Regions from separate parts of the Mus musculus genome. Here region 1 is linked to region 2. Evidence: chromatin contacts called from public HiChIP or PLAC-seq data. All regions are on one chromosome and are shown on one strand. The core of a region is the stretch at or near the end of the contact, and the rest is flanking DNA. Distances in the headings are between cores, read along the strand shown.

Region 1 (4,684 bases), core at 935-3,434, 520 kb after region 2:
TAAGCCACAGAGTCTATAGTATTCGTTGTGCCTGCCCAAACAGACTAGGACAGACACCATATGCTGTTTTTTGAAGGCATTATTGTTCAGATCTATCTATTTTGTAGGAAAGGATAGTCCTATGTTTCAAGTGATACAATTTGTGCTATGTTTTATATGTGGAAGATATATAATAGACTTCTCAATAAATGGATTCTATCTTGCAATAGACTTCAGTGACATTTTAAAACCAAGACAGCAGGAAAACATCCTGAAATCTAGTAGACGGTTCTTATGGAAGGGTGAGATGCTTGTGGACTGGTGAATGCACACAGGTAAAACCAGCAGCCAGCAGGCCGGCAGGCAGCATGGCTGTGAATTATCTACCACTTACCGCACGAACACCGTCATTTCAGCTCTGTCTTCAATGAAGACATCTGACTCTGAAGGCCTGGGTGGATCGGGTTGCTGCTCAGAGGGGATGTACAGGGAAATCGTAATGGTAGACTCACTGAAAGGACTTGAGCCGGGCTCCACGTAGCTTGTCACGGGGGCTGTCAGCTTGATTTTCATCTCTACGTCATGGAAAAAATGAAAGCAATTTTAGCATATTATGGCTGATGTTTCTTGATTTCCTTTACATTACCACTATAAATATGTACCCTTGATATGTCTCATCTTTTTGTTTTTGTTTTTCTTTTATAAAGGGGTAGTGGTAGAATGACACATTACTCTACATTAAACAATTTTCTGTAGTGTTTTCTTGGGTTAATAAATTCTATATTTTTAAACATAAAGAAGAAATCACAGAAAACATGGGCCAATTATTTTTCTCTATATCTCAGAAATTGTGGTCCTAAGGCGAAGAGACTTGCAAAATTACACACACACACACACACAACTTGAGGCTCATGCCCTTGCATTTTCCTGTCCCTTGATATCACTATTAGAGGCATTTGGCACAGGAAAGGACTTCTCCCTAGGTAGAGTCCCATTTCATCTAGGAAAAAAAAAAAAAAATGAGGAAAGTATAGACCTTGACAAGCAGAACCCAGCAACACTCTACTGTAGCTACACTAAAGTTCTTGAAGCCAATCGTGAATAAAAACATTAGAGTTTCAGTCATCTGGTTATTCGTCTATTACAAAACAGAATTCTTCAGGAGACTAAAACTCAGTAATCGCAGCATCTCGGAGGCTACTTTTACCTTTCTCATTTTTGCCTTGAATGTAGCCATTCAATTTTGTGAAACCAGTCTGGATGGCTGAATCCCAGTCCAGGGACTCCACGCAAGTGCTGACCCACTTAGCCGGTCCGTAGTGCCGGATCTCATAACTTCCTGGCTAAAATGGTACAGAGAAAACTTAAGAGAAGTAACTCATGAACTCATGAACAAGCAGCAACTCATGAACGTCAGGAGGTGAGAGTCCCCAATACAGGAGAGCTGCAACCCTCTCCCCCCAAGGTCTAGCCTGAGGTTCCCGTTCTTTAGGACAAGCATGGACTCTCCTGAGGTTTCCCTACGGGTTGGAGAGCAGATACTGCCCTAAGGACAGATTACAAGCTTTTCTTAAATCGAAGCGCTGGGTCTGTGTAGTAGTAACCAGTTTCTCCCTACCCCACCCGCTCCGCGGACAGGAAGTGGATGTATGACTCTCTCCTGGGGTCAGCTAAACAACGCATCTCCTGGTTCGCGCAGATCTAAAATAGTATATATATATATATATATATATATATATATATTTTAACTTAACTCTAGGGGACTCTTCATATCACGGTAAAGTAGCCCAGATGAATCTTTGCGGGCCCTGGAAGACGCCTACCTGGGGGTCTATGTCCTCCGGAGCTTTCCAGCTCGGCATCTCCAAGGCCTGATCCTCTGAGCCCTCGGCCACCCCGAGGTCTGGCTCCGGCTCCTCTGCCATGAGTAAGGGCAGCTTGGGAGGGGCGCGCCCTGTTTGTGTTCACCGGCCACCCTGTTCTGAGTCCCCTCCCCACCGGCGCACGCTCGGCCCTGCAGCCCTTACTGCGGGTCCGTAGGACATTCTCGGTCTGAGCCACAAGGCGGCGTCGCGACCAACCTCAGGCTTGCGCCAGCCCTGGCCACACCCCTCTGCAGGGATAAGGTCAGGATCAGCTAGCTGATCAGACTGATCAGGATCGGCCGGCTGGCCCTGGGTCATCTAGGTCCTCTGCAGAGTCCCTCCCACCTAGCTGATGTTTTGCAGAACTGGATTGTGGGCAGTGGTGGGCGGAGGACTGAGCAGCTCCTAGCTCGGTTTCTGTGGAACCAGTCCGGGCACCCATTCAGGGAGCCTCTCCCTACATTGAAAACGCTGCCAGCGCCTCTGCAAAATCAGCTTCCTCCCCACCCTCACAAAAGAAAATCGCCTGCCCCAAGACTTCGCAGCGGAGCTCCAAGACCTCTAGCAGCTAGCACTCAGGACTCTGACTCCTGCTGCCCTTAGATCCTGGAGTCCAAATTGGGATCCGCAGACTGATTTATACTAGAAGGGCAGCCAGGGCCCACAGTTTTCAGGTTTGCTCAATGTGGAAAGTCAATGGAGACCCAGCATCTTTGGGGAGAGCAATGTGTGTGTGTGTGTGTGTGTGTGTGTGTGTGTGTGTGTGTGTGTGTGTGTGTGTTGTGTCTTGGGCTACTGAAACCATCTGAGTCCTCCAGTCAGCCCTGGAGGACGGGCCAGAGCACACACTAGTGCTCTTTAGATATTTTGGCTAGGCTTCATACTTTTTCCAAAAGATTTATTGAAATAAATTTATATATAATTCATCTCTTTTTTCTTTTAAAATGTTATACCGATATACAATTTATCTTGATCATATCCACCTGCCCCTCTCTCCCCTCAACTCCTGAAACCCCACTCTCCACCCCACCTCCACCCCATCACATCTTCCTTCCAAAATTCTTTGAGTATTTATTTAGCTCACTGGATTCAGCTAGTTCAACTCACATGCACTTAGGCTGGAGTCTATCACTGAGGCACTGAAAACCCATGCTCACACTCCTAAAAAGAAATGAGTCTCTAGGTCCCAGCAACCCGTTACTGATAAAGAATTCTCAGGAGTACTCCAGAGACATCCCTCCCCCATGCTGGAATTTTTTTCAGTTTTATTTTTAATTACATGTATATGTTTTAACATACCTCTACTATTTAATAAACCAGGCATTGTGGTGTACCCCTGTAATCCTAGAACTGTGAGTTTGGAAGCAGGAAACCCAGAAATTCTAAGTGACCCTTGACTACACACAAAAATTGAAGCCACTTGCCCCACCCCCACCCCCTCTTAGCTATATCCGAATGCCTCAAAAACAGAGAATCAGTAATAATAGTAAAGTGAACTACTTAATGGCTTTCAATTATATTTATGGAGTTTTGCAGCAATTACAATGCTAGCCCATCTTTTAATGATCTCCCCCCTCAGCCTTTAGCATGTTCTAAGCCCCTGTGCTAGTTAGTTCTGTTTTGTTTGCTTTTTTTTTTTTTTTTTTTTTTTTTTTGTCAGTTTGGCATAAATCCGGGTCATACGTGAAGAGGAAACTTCAACAGAGAACACACCTGCCTTCAACAGATTGGTTTGTAGGCAAGTCAATGGGGCATTCTCTCTGATGAATGATTAATGTGGACGGGCCCAGCAAACTGTGGGTGGTGCCACCTGGAACAACTGGTTCTGGGAAGTGTAGCTGGGGCTGGGCATGGTGGCATAGATGCTCTTAATGCCAGCACCACACTGGGGAGACGGTTAGCCAGATCTCTGTGAGTTGGAGGCCAGCCTGGTCTTTACAGTGAGTTCCAAGACAGCTAGGGTGGTGTAGAGAGACCCTGTCTTGAAAGAAAAGCAAAAAGAAAGGTAGCTGAAGGTGAGTCTGGGAACAGGCAGCACTCTTCCCTGCGTGGTCTCTGCTTCAGTTCTTGCCCACAGTTTGCTGATATCACTCAGTGATAGACTGTGGTATGGAAATGTAAGCCAAATAAACACTTTCTTCCCCGAGTCACTTTTGGATAGTGTTTTATGGCAGCATCAGAAAGCAAACTGGGGCACACCCAACTCCTAGAGCCATGCTCCAAGAAACTAGTAACTTGAACTTATCTTTGTGGTTTGATTGGAAACCAAAAACAAAATAAAGCAGAGGGGCCTACCCACCCTGCACCTCCCATCCTGCTGATTGACCACGGGTCATCTCTAGAAAATGTCAAAGAGCCAGGATGGTGTAAAAGTGTCCCAGATTTACTGAGTCCACGCCTAGCGCTCAGACACTTCATATAGAAGAACCACACTGTGGGATGCTCTGTGTGACTAACTGCCTTTGCTTAAAGTATCTTCAGGGTTCATGCATGTCATACACATTTTTTAATGGTCAAATAAGGATTTTTATAAGCAGTTTGTTTATCAATGTATGATGATTTGTATTGTTTCAACTTGGACTATTGTCAGCTTTTGTGTAGGGAAGGGTGGAGGAAGGAGGGGGGGGGGAGAGGGAGAGGATACAAATTGTATACAGGTTCTTGTGAACTGCTAAGTTGTTCTTGAACCATTTGATACTCTATTTACCTGCATCCTCTCCAGTTTTCCTGTAAGTATTTTGTGTATATACAACTTGCTTTGTAGATGTGATTTCTATTCTTGGAATTCACTGTTTTACAGTGTTTAATTCAGCGATGTTTAACAAATTCACTCAGTTGTA
Region 2 (5,136 bases), core at 92-2,591:
CTGCAAACCCAACTCAATAGGTTTTAGTCACTTAATATGGGAGGGGAAAAGAGAAGAAAATATTCACATTATACAATAGACCCAGGGCAGTCTAAAAGCCGGAGAGAAACCTCTCTTCGTTGAGAGATCAAGAACAATGAGAGGTCATAGCAAAGCAAACCTAAGAAAATGAGCCTGTCTGCGAGAGGCTGGGCCAGAAGACGGGCAGCGGCAGATGTCAGCCGGGCCTGTCTAACTGTCTCAGATTCTAATTAGGCTGTCTGAGTGGGTCTCACAAGGAGAGGGGCTTGGCACATGCTAGAAAGCTTCATCGATACACATTTGGAAAGGAATGTCAGGAGCCTTCTCTAGTTATGTTTTAAAACTCTAGAGGCAATAGGCCAAGGAAATAAAGCCTTCTAGAGTCGCCTGCTCGGGAACCGACAGCCAACTTTACACGCGAGCTAGGCGGTCTTCCAGCCTCCCTTCTATCACTAACAGCTGGCGCGGGTCAAAGGCTCACCTTCGTCCCTATTCGCTGGTTCCAGCTGACTCCATATTTGGTCATTCCTCCTACAAGTTTGAGGTCTTGCCAAATATGGATCCCCAAATCCTGAGGTCTGTGTGTACCACTCCCTCACTCCTGAACTGCATAGGGCTGCAGAGCCCGGGACCACAAGCGCTTCGTCCCTTTGTCTTCGCAACTCACCCTCCCTCGGTCCCCCACCGTCAGCGCACCCGAAGGCACAGCCCGGGAGCCCCACGAGTCCTACTTTCCCTTCCTCACCTGCCCTCCGCAGTGCAGAGAGCAATGTCATGACACCACTTCATTGCCCCGGGATCCCCCCCCCCAGTCTTTCCGCACCCCGTAACCTCACCCCCAGCCCCCCACCCAACCAAGCTGACGCCAAATGCAAAACCCACACGTTGCACCGCTGCAAACATCGATTGGGGCTGCCCCTCTCCTGGTCCGCCCCCGGCCGGCAAAACGTCACGTGAGCCCAGTGCGGAAGTGTGCTGGCCGAGTGGGGTTCCCGCCAGTGGGGTACAAAGGGCGCGTGTCCAAGGCCCCTCTAGCTGTACCGCGGCACCCCGAGGTCCTTACCCTCCACCCGGGGCTCAGACTTCCCAGACGTCGGGTCCAGCTTTCCCCCAGCGCCTTCCAGGACTAGCTCACCTCTCCGATTGCTTCCTTCTTCACGGAAGAGCTGCTGCTGCGTGGGTCTGAACCCTGTACTCGGCTTCCGCGCCCTGGGGAGGAACAGGCAGAAGAAGGAAGTGGCCCGGGCTAAGAGAAAGGCTGCAGTGGAGGAGGGAGGGGACAAGGAGAGGCGTAGGGGGCAAGTAAGACTAAGTGCTGTCTGGAAAGGGGCCGCCCATTCTCCCGGGACACGCCTAGGAGGAGGAAACCCGCGCCAACGCCAAAGCTGGAGGCAGGTTTCTAGGAATGCACACACAAAGTACCATCACCTCTCTCGTCCTACTCGTCAGGACCCACAGCCTAATGCATCTTCATTTCCTGACAGAGTATCTTACCCAACAAGAGAAAAAGCTCCCCCAGCGTGCTAAATTCTGAGATCTCCTAGGAAAACAGAGCCTCACGTGGGTTCTGTATGCAGAGCATTAGGCTCAAGACAAATAATAATAATAATAAAGTAAAAAAGACTCAATTTGCAAACACCTTCATTCTTCAAGGCCAGGTCTACCGATTTTGATTCTAGATCTTGAGACGGAATACATTTGTTTCGCTTCATTGTTTCCTACATTTCATTGACCATTCAAATCATTCAAATTCTTTTTATTTCCATCGTATGTACTTGCCCTACCCAGAGTTTTGAAAAAGAAACTCAACTTAAATTATTGTATAGGAATTGTAAATGTAATCATGAGGGAAATTTCTCTTCCCACCCCCAATTAATTACGAGTGTCCAAGTGTCCAAGTCATTGGTGACGTCCTCCGTGGAGGCAGGAAGATCTCTGTGAACTCCGGGTCAACCTAGTGAGTTTCAGCCCCCCCACCCCCCGCAGCCCCCACACACACTCACAAATGTGGCCTAGTCTTTGTCAACCTCATCAAACAGCAGCCACTCCACAACAATGGTGAAACTGATCATTTGGACCAATCAAATCTCCCTTGGAAATTGAAGGTGGTACAGGTAGAGAATGAGCCATCTGGGTGAGGCTGGAAAAGGCCAGGTCAGACAGAGGCCCAAAATGGACTTTCATTGAGCAAGAAAGTTGACTTTGTGCAGAAACCAGGAAGGGGGGGGGGGGTAGAGAATGGAGAGAGGTGGAGCGGGGGAGGGGCTAAGGAGGGAGAGGGGCAGGGTGGGAGAAGGGGAGGGGAGGGGGCAGAAGAGGGAGAAGGGAGAGAGAGAGAGAGAGAGAGAGAGAGAGAGAGGAGAGAAGAGAGAGGAGAGATTGGGAAGGTGGGTGGAGACTGGTGGAGGCCTTGGGGAAGTCCAAGGACAATCTGTGAGAAGCTAAAAATGTAATAGTCAGAAAGACCTGTTTTCAGGGGATGTGAGAGTAGCCAGGTCCCCTAAGCTGTGCAGGGTCCATGCTCTCCCCAAGCAGTGGCCTAGTTGCCCTACAGGATCAAGGTTTGCCATGTGAATGTGAACCTGAGTGGTTAGCTGTCCTGTAACTGTTGTCAAACTTACAAAATCTTCTAAGTAAGGACTGTAAGATCCTTCAAGGCCTCTTTTTTTCCTCTCAGAAGGGAGCTGAAAATTTATAGTTTATGTCTTTTAAAATGTGTTGGGAGCCGCGCCCACATTCGCCGTTACAAGATGGCGCTGACAGCTGTGTTCTAAGTGGTAAACAAATAATCTGCGCATGTGCCGAGGGTGGTTCTTCACTCCATGTGCTCTGCCTTCCCCGTGACGTCAACTCGGCCGATGGGCTGCAGCCAATCAGGGAGTGACACGTCCTAGGCGAAGGAGAATTCTCCTTAATAGGGACGGGGTTTCGTTTTCTCTCTCTCTTGCTTCTTGCACTCTGGCTCCTGAAGATGTAAGCAATAAAGCTTTGCCGCAGAAGATTCTGGTCTGTTGCGTCTTTCCTGGCCGGTCGTGAGAACGCGTCTAATAACAAAAATGTACATAATACAAAATTGTAGTGTTAAAACAAATACCATACTTAACAATTTCCCCAAGCAAGGTCTCACTGCAAGGCCACCCACACTCCAGTAGAGTCACTTCAGTTATAATGAGGCAATTTCCCCGGACTCTGTGAGCAAGGAAAAAATAAAATAGATGACTTGAACTTAGTAAGTAAAAATTGTTACACTGAAACCTATTACTCTCTGCTGGGCCATAGCCATCCGACCGTACATGTAAGCCCAGCGCTAAGTGGGTGGAAACAGGGGGATTAGAAAGCCAAGGACGGAGCATCTGCGGGAGACATCTTGGATCCCGGACTCCACCGAGACTACTCTGCACAGGTGAGAGTGTGGACTATAGAAGCTAACAGCTTCTGGGACAAGTGGGAACCACAGAGCTTCTGAGGCAGCCCCCTTTTCGGGCTCCAGACATCCGGGCACCTTCCCTGCCAGAGGATAGGTGTCCGCCCAGCCCGGGAGGGCTTTGCCTGAGCAACTTCAGGAGACATCTTGGATCCTGGACTCCTCCGAGACTACTCTGCACAGGTGAGAGTATGGACTACAGAAGCTAACAGCTTCTGGGACAGGTCTTGTTTCGGGCCTTCATCTTCTGCCAGGAGGCAAGTCTGAATGCCAGATATTTGTGCACCTTCCCTGAAAGAGGAGAGCCTGCCTGCAGAGAGTGTTCTGACCACTGAAACTCAGGAAAGAGCTAGTCTCCCTGGTCTGCTGGTAGAGAATAACAGAATCATGAGAGGAACAAGCTCTAACCAGAGACAACTATAACAACTGACTCCAGAGTTTACCAGATGGCGAAAGGCAGATATAAGAATCTTACTAATAAAAACCAAGACCACTCACCATCATCAGAACCCAGTACTCCCACCTCAGCCAGTCCAGGGCACCCCAACACACCCGAAAACCTAGACCTGGATTTAAAGGCATATCTCATGATGATGGTAGAAGACATCAAGAAGGTATTTAATAACTCACTTAAAGAAATACAGGAGACCACTGCTAAAGAGTTGCAAGTCCTTAAAGAAAAACAGGAAAACACATCCAATCAGATGATGGAAATGAACAAAACCATACTAGACCTAAAAAGGGAAGTAGACACAATAAAGAAAACCCAAAGTGAGGCAACACTGGAGATAGAAACCCTAGGAAAGAAATCTGGAACCATAGATGCGAGCATCAGCAACAAAATACAAGAGATGGAAGAGAGAATCTCAGGTGCAGAAGATCCCATAGAGAACATCGGCACAACAATCAAAGAAAATACAAAATGCAAAAAGATCCTAACTCAAAACATCCAGGAAATCTAGGACACAATGAGAAGACCAAGCCTATGGATAATAGGAGTAGATGAGAATGAAGATTTTCAACTCAAAGGGCCAGCAAACACCATCAACAAAATAATAGAAGAAAACTTCCCAAACCTAAAGAAAGAGATGCCCATGAACATACAAGAAGCCTACAGAACTCCAAATAGACTGGACCAGAAAAGAAATTCCTCCCAACACATAATAATCAGAACAACAAATGCACTAAATAAAGATAGAATATTAAAAGCAGTAAGGGAAAAAGGTCAAGTAACATATAAAGGAAAGCCTATCAGAATTACACCAGATTTTTCACCAGAGACTATGAAAGCCAGAAGATCCTGGACAGATGTTATACAGACACTAAGAGAACACAAATGCCAGCCCAGGCTACTATACCCAGCCAAACTTTCAAATACTGTAGATGGAGAAACCAAAGTATTCCACGACTGAACCAAATTCACACGTTCTCTTTCCATGAATCCCTCCCTTCAAAGGATAATAACAGAAAAAAAAATACAAGGACAGAAACCACGTCCTCGAAAAAACAAAAAAGTAATCCTTCAACTAACCTAAAAAAAGACAGCCACAAGAACAAAATGTCAATGTTAACAACAAAAATAATAGGAAGCAACAATTACTTTTCCTTTATATCTCTTAATATCAATGGACTCAACTTCCCAATAAAAAGACATAGACTAACAGACTGCCTAAACAAACAGGACCCAACAT

The links. HiChIP or PLAC-seq counts read pairs in DNA pulled down with a chosen protein or histone mark.
Region 1: an H3K4me3 HiChIP or PLAC-seq map of bone marrow-derived macrophages shows a contact between it and region 2, with 5 times the contacts expected there. The contact joins the promoter of Hebp2 here to the promoter of Abracl in region 2. A contact is called at or near these places in 3 of 115 datasets of contacts at active chromatin or transcription factors (bone marrow-derived macrophages, embryonic forebrain and embryonic hindbrain).

What each region holds. Positions count from the first base shown.
Region 1 is chr10:18,543,892-18,548,575 of GRCm38.p6, forward strand. Hebp2 (heme binding protein 2) reads right to left here and starts at 2,185. Exons shown (of 4, transcript NM_019487.3): 1 at 1,803-2,185; 2 at 1,187-1,322; 3 at 374-554. The coding sequence starts at 1,904.
Region 2 is chr10:18,021,911-18,027,046 of GRCm38.p6, forward strand. It overlaps Abracl (ABRA C-terminal like), which reads right to left and starts at 1,342. Exons shown (of 3, transcript NM_028440.1): 1 at 1,157-1,342.